Linked DNA regions of Rattus norvegicus: region 1 is linked to region 2. The links are chromatin contacts, called in public Hi-C maps. All regions are on one chromosome and are shown on one strand. The core of a region is the stretch at or near the end of the contact, and the rest is flanking DNA. Distances in the headings are between cores, read along the strand shown. Region 1 overlaps Zfhx3 (zinc finger homeobox 3). Region 2 overlaps Zfhx3 (zinc finger homeobox 3).

The links. Hi-C and Micro-C count contacts between places; a contact is called where the count stands out from the background.
Region 1: a Hi-C map of psoas muscle shows a contact between it and region 2, with 2.2 times the contacts expected there. The contact joins two enhancer-like sites. A contact is called at or near these places in 4 of 12 Hi-C or Micro-C datasets (frontal cortex, kidney, prefrontal cortex and 1 more) and 1 of 1 datasets of contacts at active chromatin or transcription factors (oligodendrocytes).

The regions. Positions count from the first base shown.
Region 1 is chr19:53,756,715-53,761,095 of GRCr8, forward strand. The region is part of intron 5 of Zfhx3 (zinc finger homeobox 3); the gene reads left to right. Among named protein-coding and RNA genes, the nearest start is that of Zfhx3, 210 kb to the left of the region's middle. Within about 2 kb of position 1,682, at least 3 of the 93 cell types and tissues checked have an H3K27ac peak or open chromatin away from gene starts, as enhancers often do.
Region 2 is chr19:53,625,120-53,629,088 of GRCr8, forward strand. Zfhx3 (zinc finger homeobox 3) reads left to right here. Exons shown (of 10, transcript NM_001427481.1): 2 at 3,876-3,969. The coding sequence starts at 3,922. Among named protein-coding and RNA genes, the nearest start is that of Zfhx3, 76 kb to the left of the region's middle. Within about 2 kb of position 2,427, at least 18 of the 93 cell types and tissues checked have an H3K27ac peak or open chromatin away from gene starts, as enhancers often do.

The DNA.
Region 1 (4,381 bases), core at 432-2,931, 130 kb after region 2:
TGCACCGGAACACCCTGTCACTTGCAGATGGCCTGGAGATGTGTTTAAGATTCTCAGGCTGTGGCCCTGTTCATCTCCCCTGCCTTGTCAGAGCTGCAACTTCCGTAAAGGTCGTCTGAATCCTAACAGGGATTCTTTCAAACGTACCCCAGTGCTTCCTGGAACATCGCTTTTCTTAGGCGCAGCTGTTCTCCTCGGGTCCCCTGTCACCTTGATTTTGCAGCTGGAGGGCTGTGCCCCACAACTGGGGACTCCTGGGCATCAGAGCTATGATCGATTTTCTCCATGACCCACCAGCAGGCTCTTTAACCTCCTGGGTCAGACATCCATTCACTACGTTACAAACTGAAGAGTATATAGCACAGCCACGCTCTCTTATTATATGAGAAGCAGAGAGGACACGTGGCCAATCCTGGACTTCTTAAGGTACCACGTACTTGTCAACTGTACGTGTGAGGGGCAGTGACTATATGGCATCTGCTAAGCGCTGCTCAGCACTGCCCCGAAACATCCCTAAGAGCCTGTCGGTTAAGTAGTGTGGCATGAGGTGCTTTGAGATGTAAGTTGGTCTACTCACTCTCTGGGGTCATCCAGCCCTGTTTCATGTTGCTGAACGGAAGAGGTAAAGTTAGGATGCTTCCGCTTGTCTAAAACCAGGGGCTGACTCTCATCAGGTTTCCCAGCCCCTAAGGGCTCCTGCCAGTCCCTGGAACTCCTGTTCATTTCTGAAAATGAAACCATTGCAACAGGTGTCCAAGACATTAGAGCAAGCTAGACCTTGTGGTATGCTGCATCCTCTGCTGTGCTCATGGAAGCCCTGTGAGTAGAGGAAACTGCAGTAGTCGATCAAACAGTTGTGGTCCCCCAGCCAGGGTCTGATTGAGACATTAGCAACACCCCATCCCACCCCACCCCACCCCAAGCTGATTACCCTGTCAGTGAGGACTAGTAACTTCCCGTCAAGGGAACTCTGCCCAGGGTGGGGAAAGGCATGTGGGAATATGTGTGTTCCTGACCTTCCGCAAAGGTACTCGGGAACCCCCTGAACCCCTGCGCGCTGGTCACTCAGCCTCAGCTTTAAGAGTGATGTGGGCAGGAGACCCTGTGGAAGCTCAGGGAGGCATCTGTGCAGACCTGGAGCTTTCTCTGCTGAGCGGAGATGACTGACTGACAGACAGGAGATGTTTCCAGTCTCCCCAGTCAGTGCTGGAAAAGGTGAGAGTGATTTCCATTTTCTGTCAAAGCTGCACCGGGGCTGAGGAGAGAGCTGCTCTGCCAGGCTAAGGGGGAACTTTTGATTGGTTCCTCGTGTCACGGGTTCACTCCCAAGCTGCCATGGTTCCATTAATAAAATTCAGTCAAAACCCTGGGGTGTTAGGTGTGAACTAGGAAAACACTGGAAGAGTGTGATTATAGTTCTATTTCTGGGATCTAGGCTGGCTTGGAACCCACAAGGTTCCAAAGTAGATAGATCCTCGCTGCCCTAAAACTAGCTGCGAACGTGTGAGTCTCCTTCCTTGGCCTCCCAAATGCTGGGATCGATCACTGGCAAGTGTCAATGATGCGTGGCCTGCATGACTCCTCCTCTGCTTGCTCCAAGTTCACGGTCATTTCAGCCATGTCATGAAACCAGAGGGGGGAACACGGTGAGTCCAGAGCTGACTGCCAAGTCCCGGCACGCACTGGGCTCATGGTAGCAACTGGTGCCTAGAAGGTATTAAATAGATAGTCAGTCAGTCAGTCAGACACAGACAGACAGACAGACAGACAGACAGACAGACAGCAAGCAAGCTGGTCTAAGTGAAATGGCAGCTGTTTTGACTGGTGGTTCGTTCACAAGTCTGACACAGAGGGAGCAAGGTGTCTTGCATGTGGAAACGCAAAACATCCTTTTGGGAGCTCCAATCAGCGTAGTTAAGCATCCTTATGCATATTTCAACAAGGAATTAGGGCGGCAGATTGATGCCTGGGATGTAGAACATCGTACTGTTCTCTCCTCAAAGCTACAGGGGAAGCAGTGGCAGCAGCAGCCGGCATCCACCAGTCAGCACAGGCCCACCATTCTACCACGAGACTTTCAGGGCTCCCCAGAGTGGCACCTTAAACTGGGGAGACAGCGACCTCACAGCTCAGGGTACCTACCACGCAGTCTCCATTCCCAGAGACAAACAAGTGCAGAGAAAAGCCGATGTGGATCAGTTCATCCTCCCAGGGTCAAAGTCAAGGGGACTTTGGCCAGCACTGATCGATCGCTGGTGCATAGGGCAGGGAGGCCAGCACTGCCCCTTTGGGAAAAGTGGGAAGAGCAACACAGGCTTTGGCTCTCCAAGATCTGTGGAAAGAGTAGGATTTCTCAAGACAAGGAAACCCGCCATTCTGTATAACAGACAGAACGCGTGCATAGAGGCGATGCCTTCTAGACTCCTGGCTTTGAACACGTGTCTGTATTTGCTTTTACAGTGAGTAGGTTCCCCAAGGGACAACTGGGTGTAGTCCTTCACCTCTGGCTAGAGACATCTTGACTCTGAGACCAGGCCTGTCTCTTTTCTTCCCAAATTAAGCTAAAAGTTCCAAGTCATTGGCTGGAAAGTGAACCGGCAGGTCTGCCCGGGCCAGCGGGGCTCTTCAACTCGAATTCAAGTTAGAGCAGATCGTGTTATGACTCCTACCAGTGACAAGAAGTGCTGACCGGGTAGCTATTCTCCAAGCGTGGTCCCTGGGCTGCCTGCCTCACCGGGGAACTTACTGGCTGTGCAGTCTCTGACTCTCACCTGCAGAAAGAGTCTGTGAGGAGGGCCTGCGGTCAGTATTCAGCGTGCCCTGCCAGGAATTTAGACACCCTCTACAGTTCAAGGACCCGAGACTCTGCAACCCCAGAGACAAAAGCAAGAGCCACTTATTTATAGGCCGAGTCCTGGGCCCCTTCTAGACCAGAGAGAACTGAACTTGACCAAAGACAGGGGTGCCTACAAAAGATGCAGATCCTTTGCCTGGGCAGATCACATTGGAGATGGCAGTGAGAGGTGGGACGGAAGGGCGCTGGCCATAGGGACAGTGTCACAATGACAGAGTCTGGGAGATCTTCAATGAGCATGGCTAATAAGTAGCACTTCCTTGCATCTGCACTCTTCTCAAAGCTTCATGTGAATCGGTCCTTACTTCAGGATGCAAGGGCAAACAGTGATGTCTGAGAGTTTCTGGATATTGCAAGCTCCAGCCTTTCTTGTCTGTAGCCGACCTGGTAGAGAAAAATGAACCTCCTTAAGTAACGGTGAAGCCCATCCATAATGAATTGGAACTTTCTTTGAAAAACTTTTCCTAGAAACAAAAAGTCAGCCTGAGGACGGTATGGCACGCCGGATCAGTGTGAGCATTGTCTTCTACTCTGGGGCGGATGGTGTGTTGAGCATGCTCTCTAGAAATGTGCAGAGCAGTACAACTTGAGGTACTGCTCTCAAGGAGATGCCTCACTAGGCTGGACGCAGGCATGGAGGAGAAACTCCAGTTCTTACAGACATGTGTAGACCCTCCCCTGCTGTGCGCTCACAGGCCTGCTTCTGTTCACTGGGGTCTCTCCAAAACCACTCTGAAACATCTTTAAGTGCCTGGCTGGAGGCAGAACGAGACCACGTGTGCCTAGAGACAGTTGGCAGCGAAGCAGACTCTTTGAAGGAATGTTGTCCTCTGTACTAGCAGAGGAAGAGAATTTAGCCAGATCTCTGGCCACTTATCAAGTGCAGTAGTTCTACAAGAACAGAGCCAGATAGCCCAGCTTGTCCCCTGGGGAAGGAACTGCAAGCAAACGCCAAGATTAGCTCTGCTCACATCGACAGTACGAAGATCACAAAGTCTTTCTGGAAACACAGCGCTCATGCTACTGCAAGGGAGTTGGAAGTCTGCAAGAGAGGCTGACAGAGAAGGCCTGAGGGAAAGAGCACACGCCTCACCTTTCTCTTAAGGAGAACCTTGAGCTGAAGGGCTGAGCGGCCATTCTCAGAGCGGTGCGCCAGGGTAACCATTCCAAACTCAAACACTTTAATGTGAAGCCGTGTTGGGGGGTGGGGAGGGGGAGAAAGTTCCCACTTAGTCAATGGAGATAGATAAAAGATTGCTGTAAATTTCTGGGGCAGGTGGCAAGCTGGTTTACGGAATGCAAGGCGATGAGAAGCTCTGGCTTACGGAAAGTCACATGAATTAATAATCATTTAATTGGCTCCTCCATTACGCTGCTGGTTCGGGAGATGGAAGTTTAGATGGAGGGGCTGTCAGTGGTGCTTTAGCTAAGAGTTTGATGTTAAGAAGAAGTGGGGGTGGTGACCACCTCTGGACTCTCTACCAGCATCAAATGTCAGGCACTGAGCCCCAGCCATCAGTGGGCTCC
Region 2 (3,969 bases), core at 1,177-3,676:
CTTACATTTTTCCCTAGGGCAGGGCAAGGAGTCCCCAGAGGACCAGCCATCTTTGCCTGCTGCCGACTTCTCTGGTGATGCCCTGCAGGTTATCCACAGAGGCAACAGTTTCTTTTGCTGTCTCTATTCTCTTTGTTTTTCTTGCTTTCCCCCCTTTGTTTCCCTTCTTGGTTTTCTGCCAAACAGCCCCTTGTGAAAGGACCGCCTAATTAACCCTGTGCTAATTAACAATTTAAAATTACACAGTGTGACTGTTCATGTTTAATTCGCTGGGAGCTGAAGCAGCCGCAGGAGCCCCCTCCCCTTCCGTAGAACCTCACACCCTTACTCAGCCTACCAGAACTGTGGCGTTTCACTCCTCTCTCCCCACCTCCCCCTTCTCCTTCATGGAAGAAGGCAGAACTTTCCTTACAACAAACACCCTTTCAGTTTAAAGAGGGAGATAGTTGCCAAGATGAGTGTGGTGGACCTGGTAACATTTTATCTTTCTGAAGCAATCTTTTAAAGAGGTTGATATTTCCAAAACCGGCAGTGGGCTTTAAAATGGGGAACTGCAATACACACACACACACACACACACACACACACACACACACACACACACGCCCCTCTCCCTCTTTGTATTGGGGGATTCTTAAGGTGCTTCTCAAATGGCTGACTTAAATGCTCTAAGCAGAGCAAAGGAATGAGCAACAGTGTGTGTGTGTGTACAGATGGCTTGCTGGATCCCTTCCGTGTCTACCCTCGAATTTTGTCCTTGGAAAGATGTGCTTTATAAAATCTGAACTGAATTCCTGAACAAATAGCACTGAGTGTAGTATTGAGGCCATTTAAAGGGGAACCTGGGGGAGCGGCCAGGGGAAGAAGAATTGGCCCACAGCGAGGGTTGAGAGTTCCGGGTGAGCCCGACTGGAGTGCCCGTGGGATGGGGTCAGGGCTTGAGGGGTGGGCCAGGGGGCTGAGGAGAGATTTGTGAATGCTGAGTGGCAGGGCTTCCCGTGAAAGTGTGGGGACCCACTTGGTTCCCAGGCCGCCCTCTGTAACTGAAGAGCATTGATTTTACGGGAAACCATGTTTACAGACAGAGTGCTGATCGACCTGCGGAGTTGACTTCTGGCTCCTTAAGTAAGAACTACCTTTTTCTTATTGACTGGCTGATAAACAGAGCAAGCACACTGGGTGGGAGAGCAGTGGATGCCCCGAGGCCCATGAGCTGCCAGACTGGGCAGGATGAAGAGATTGTTTCACGTCAGCGCACCCCCACCCCCTTCCCCTGTCTATTCCTTCTTCCCGCATCTGCTAGGGACTGAGGCTGAGGCGTGCAGCCGGCCTTTCTGCCCTCCACCCCCTTACCTGGCAATATGGAAACCAGGCACAGACGTGGTGACGGAGACGCTGCGAAACTGCGTCTCAAGCTTTAGTTCAGGTTCCCAGGGATGACGTGGACCTGACAGTTTGGCGTGGGGTGTGAACTAGGAGCCTGCATCTCTCAGAACAGTGCTATTCATGGGGCTCCTCAAAAGGTTTGGCTTGCGGTCAGTCAGTGGTCAGTGTGCATGGAGGAGAAGGCCTAACGCAGGCAGCCTGGGTCTGGAAACCGGGTTCTCTTTCCCACCTGTGTCCTTATGGACCTCCCTGAGATTCACTCCCCAGACCCTGTGCCCCCAGCTCTCTGTCTTTCAGAATTAGTCACCTGCTTGGGAGTAGAGAACAAATTAAAGGGGATATTGTTTCGGTTGTTGTTGTTGCTGCTGCTGCTGCTGTTGCTGCTGTTGTTGTCATTGTCATTGCCTGTTTTTAAAGTCTCAGCCCCTTAGCTGGCCAGTTCATGGAGGAGGAGGAAGAGAGCCCGGCAAGCAAAGCCCACCAATTAATTGGTAAATGCTAGCAGGTTTCTCTGGCCCAGCCCAGGCTGGAGAGGAGATTGGCTTTGCTGTCAATAAACAAGTCCCTGGTGCAGCATCAAAGCTGTTCTCCTTTATCAATCGTGGCCTCCCCTTCCCGCATGTTCCTGTAACTTACCAAGCATTTATGACATTGATTTTACAATCGGGCTGTTAACCCTCCCGCCCCTTCAGACCCGCCATCCTTTTGGGCTTGAACTGTCAATCAAGTGTCATCTAGCCAATCAGGGGACGTCCTTAGGAAGAGCCTCCCCAGATTCTCACCTAGATCCCAGCTAAGCCTTATGGGAAGTCCTGTTTCCTTTGCCACTGGGGTTGGTTTAGCGTGACGATTTGTTTCAAACGAGCACGTCTTTTCTGAGGCACACAGAACTTTTACCATCGCAGAGACCGAGGTTATCAGTTGATCAGACAAGTGCGTAGGTTGCGAGTCGTAAGCCAATCATGGCACGTCCTTCAGAAAAGCGATTTCTTTGGAGGCTCCTGCAAGCCTGCCTTCTCCTTCTTTTCCCGAGGGGGAGCTGTTGGCTCACTATGCAGTCAAGCCTGGAGGAAATGCAAAAAGACAGGGTTGGCAGGAGATGGAGGGAGATGAAACCCAGCCAAGAGCTTTGTCTGCTGCTTATGAATGAGCTAGATGGCAGAGCCCGGGACAGATGGCTTGGGGTCCGAGGGTAAAAGACTGGACTCGGAGAGGTGCCGAGCCACCTGTAGGAGAATGGCAGCAAGGCGATAACCGCCCCTGCGGTGGTGTTGCAGGAGCCGGGCAGCCCTGTGATCTGTTGCTACCTTCCCCGGGGATGTGAGTTCTCAGAGGGCAAGTTCAGCTCAGTAGCACTCCGGAGTCGGAAACGGAAAAGCCCTAGGGCTGAAGGACAGCTGCTGGGGTAGCAACCAATAACTAAGAGTCAGCTGTGGAAGCGGGCCCTGCTAAGCCCAGCTGCCGGCTCTGCCTCTGCAGGGGAAAACGGCCCCATGCGTGGCACACGGCGAACGGGCTCCCTGCAGACGAGCTGAGGTATTGCTCCCCAAGGAGGCATTGGCCCATTCAAAGTCTGGCCAGTCTCATCCATGCTGCTTTCCTAGTTTCAGTGTGAAGTGTGCTGAGCTCCAGACAAGGAAGCGTTTCTGGTTTGGGAGGAAGGAGGTGGGAATTTGGGGCGTCTTCTCTTGAGTTTGATGGTCAGAGTCGTGGCACCGGACTCTATTGAGATTTACCCTGTAAGGTTCACTGCTTGGGAAATGTGACTTCTGATGTTTCCGAGGCCGGAAGGGGAGGAATCTGGCCATTGGCCCCCCTTGGGCCCTTTTCAGGATGTACCTAACACTTTACCTTTGCCCTCTGACCCCGAAGACCTTTGAACTTACCAAACCTGACACTCAGTCATTGAAAAGTACCTCTGATTTCTCTACATCACTGGGCACGTCTCAGCCTGCCAGTCTCTTTCTTCCCCTCATCCTCACTGGTGTCCCCCCCACCCCCACCCCTTCCCGGTGTGATCAATCAGGTACAGATGACTTCATGTAAGTTATCTGTATGCGCCAAGGGCCCTTTCTGTGACCTCACTGGATACTGGAATGATGACAAGCCTCTTCCACTGAGGCTCCCTGCCCCGCCTGTCTCGAAGCCCTGATGGCACCGAGTGGAGATTCCAATGGGTTTAGCTGTACAGTGACAGCGTTTAGTCTAAAGGGCATATCCCTGACCACTTCCCCATTTCTCCCTCACTGCATGGACCGGGCTGTGTCGTCCATGGTGCCTGCTGCTTGCCCTCTCTGTACTGCACTGTGCAGGGCCATGTCCCCCAGTCTGCCCTCTGCCCTGCAAGCTTTTTGAGTTGTGGGTGTGGACAGAAGCTTCTTATAGCACCCCATGCAGGGGGACTTTAGCCTCGGCCCTCCTAACCTCTTTCCTTTCTTTCTCTCTTTCCCCTCTCTCCCTCCTCCCCGGCCCTTGCCTCCGCCCTTCAGGTCCGATCCGTACTGGGTGCAATGAAAGCTCCACGCAGGCCTTACCATGGAAGGCTGTGACTCGCCCGTCGTCTCGGGGAAGGACAATGGGTGC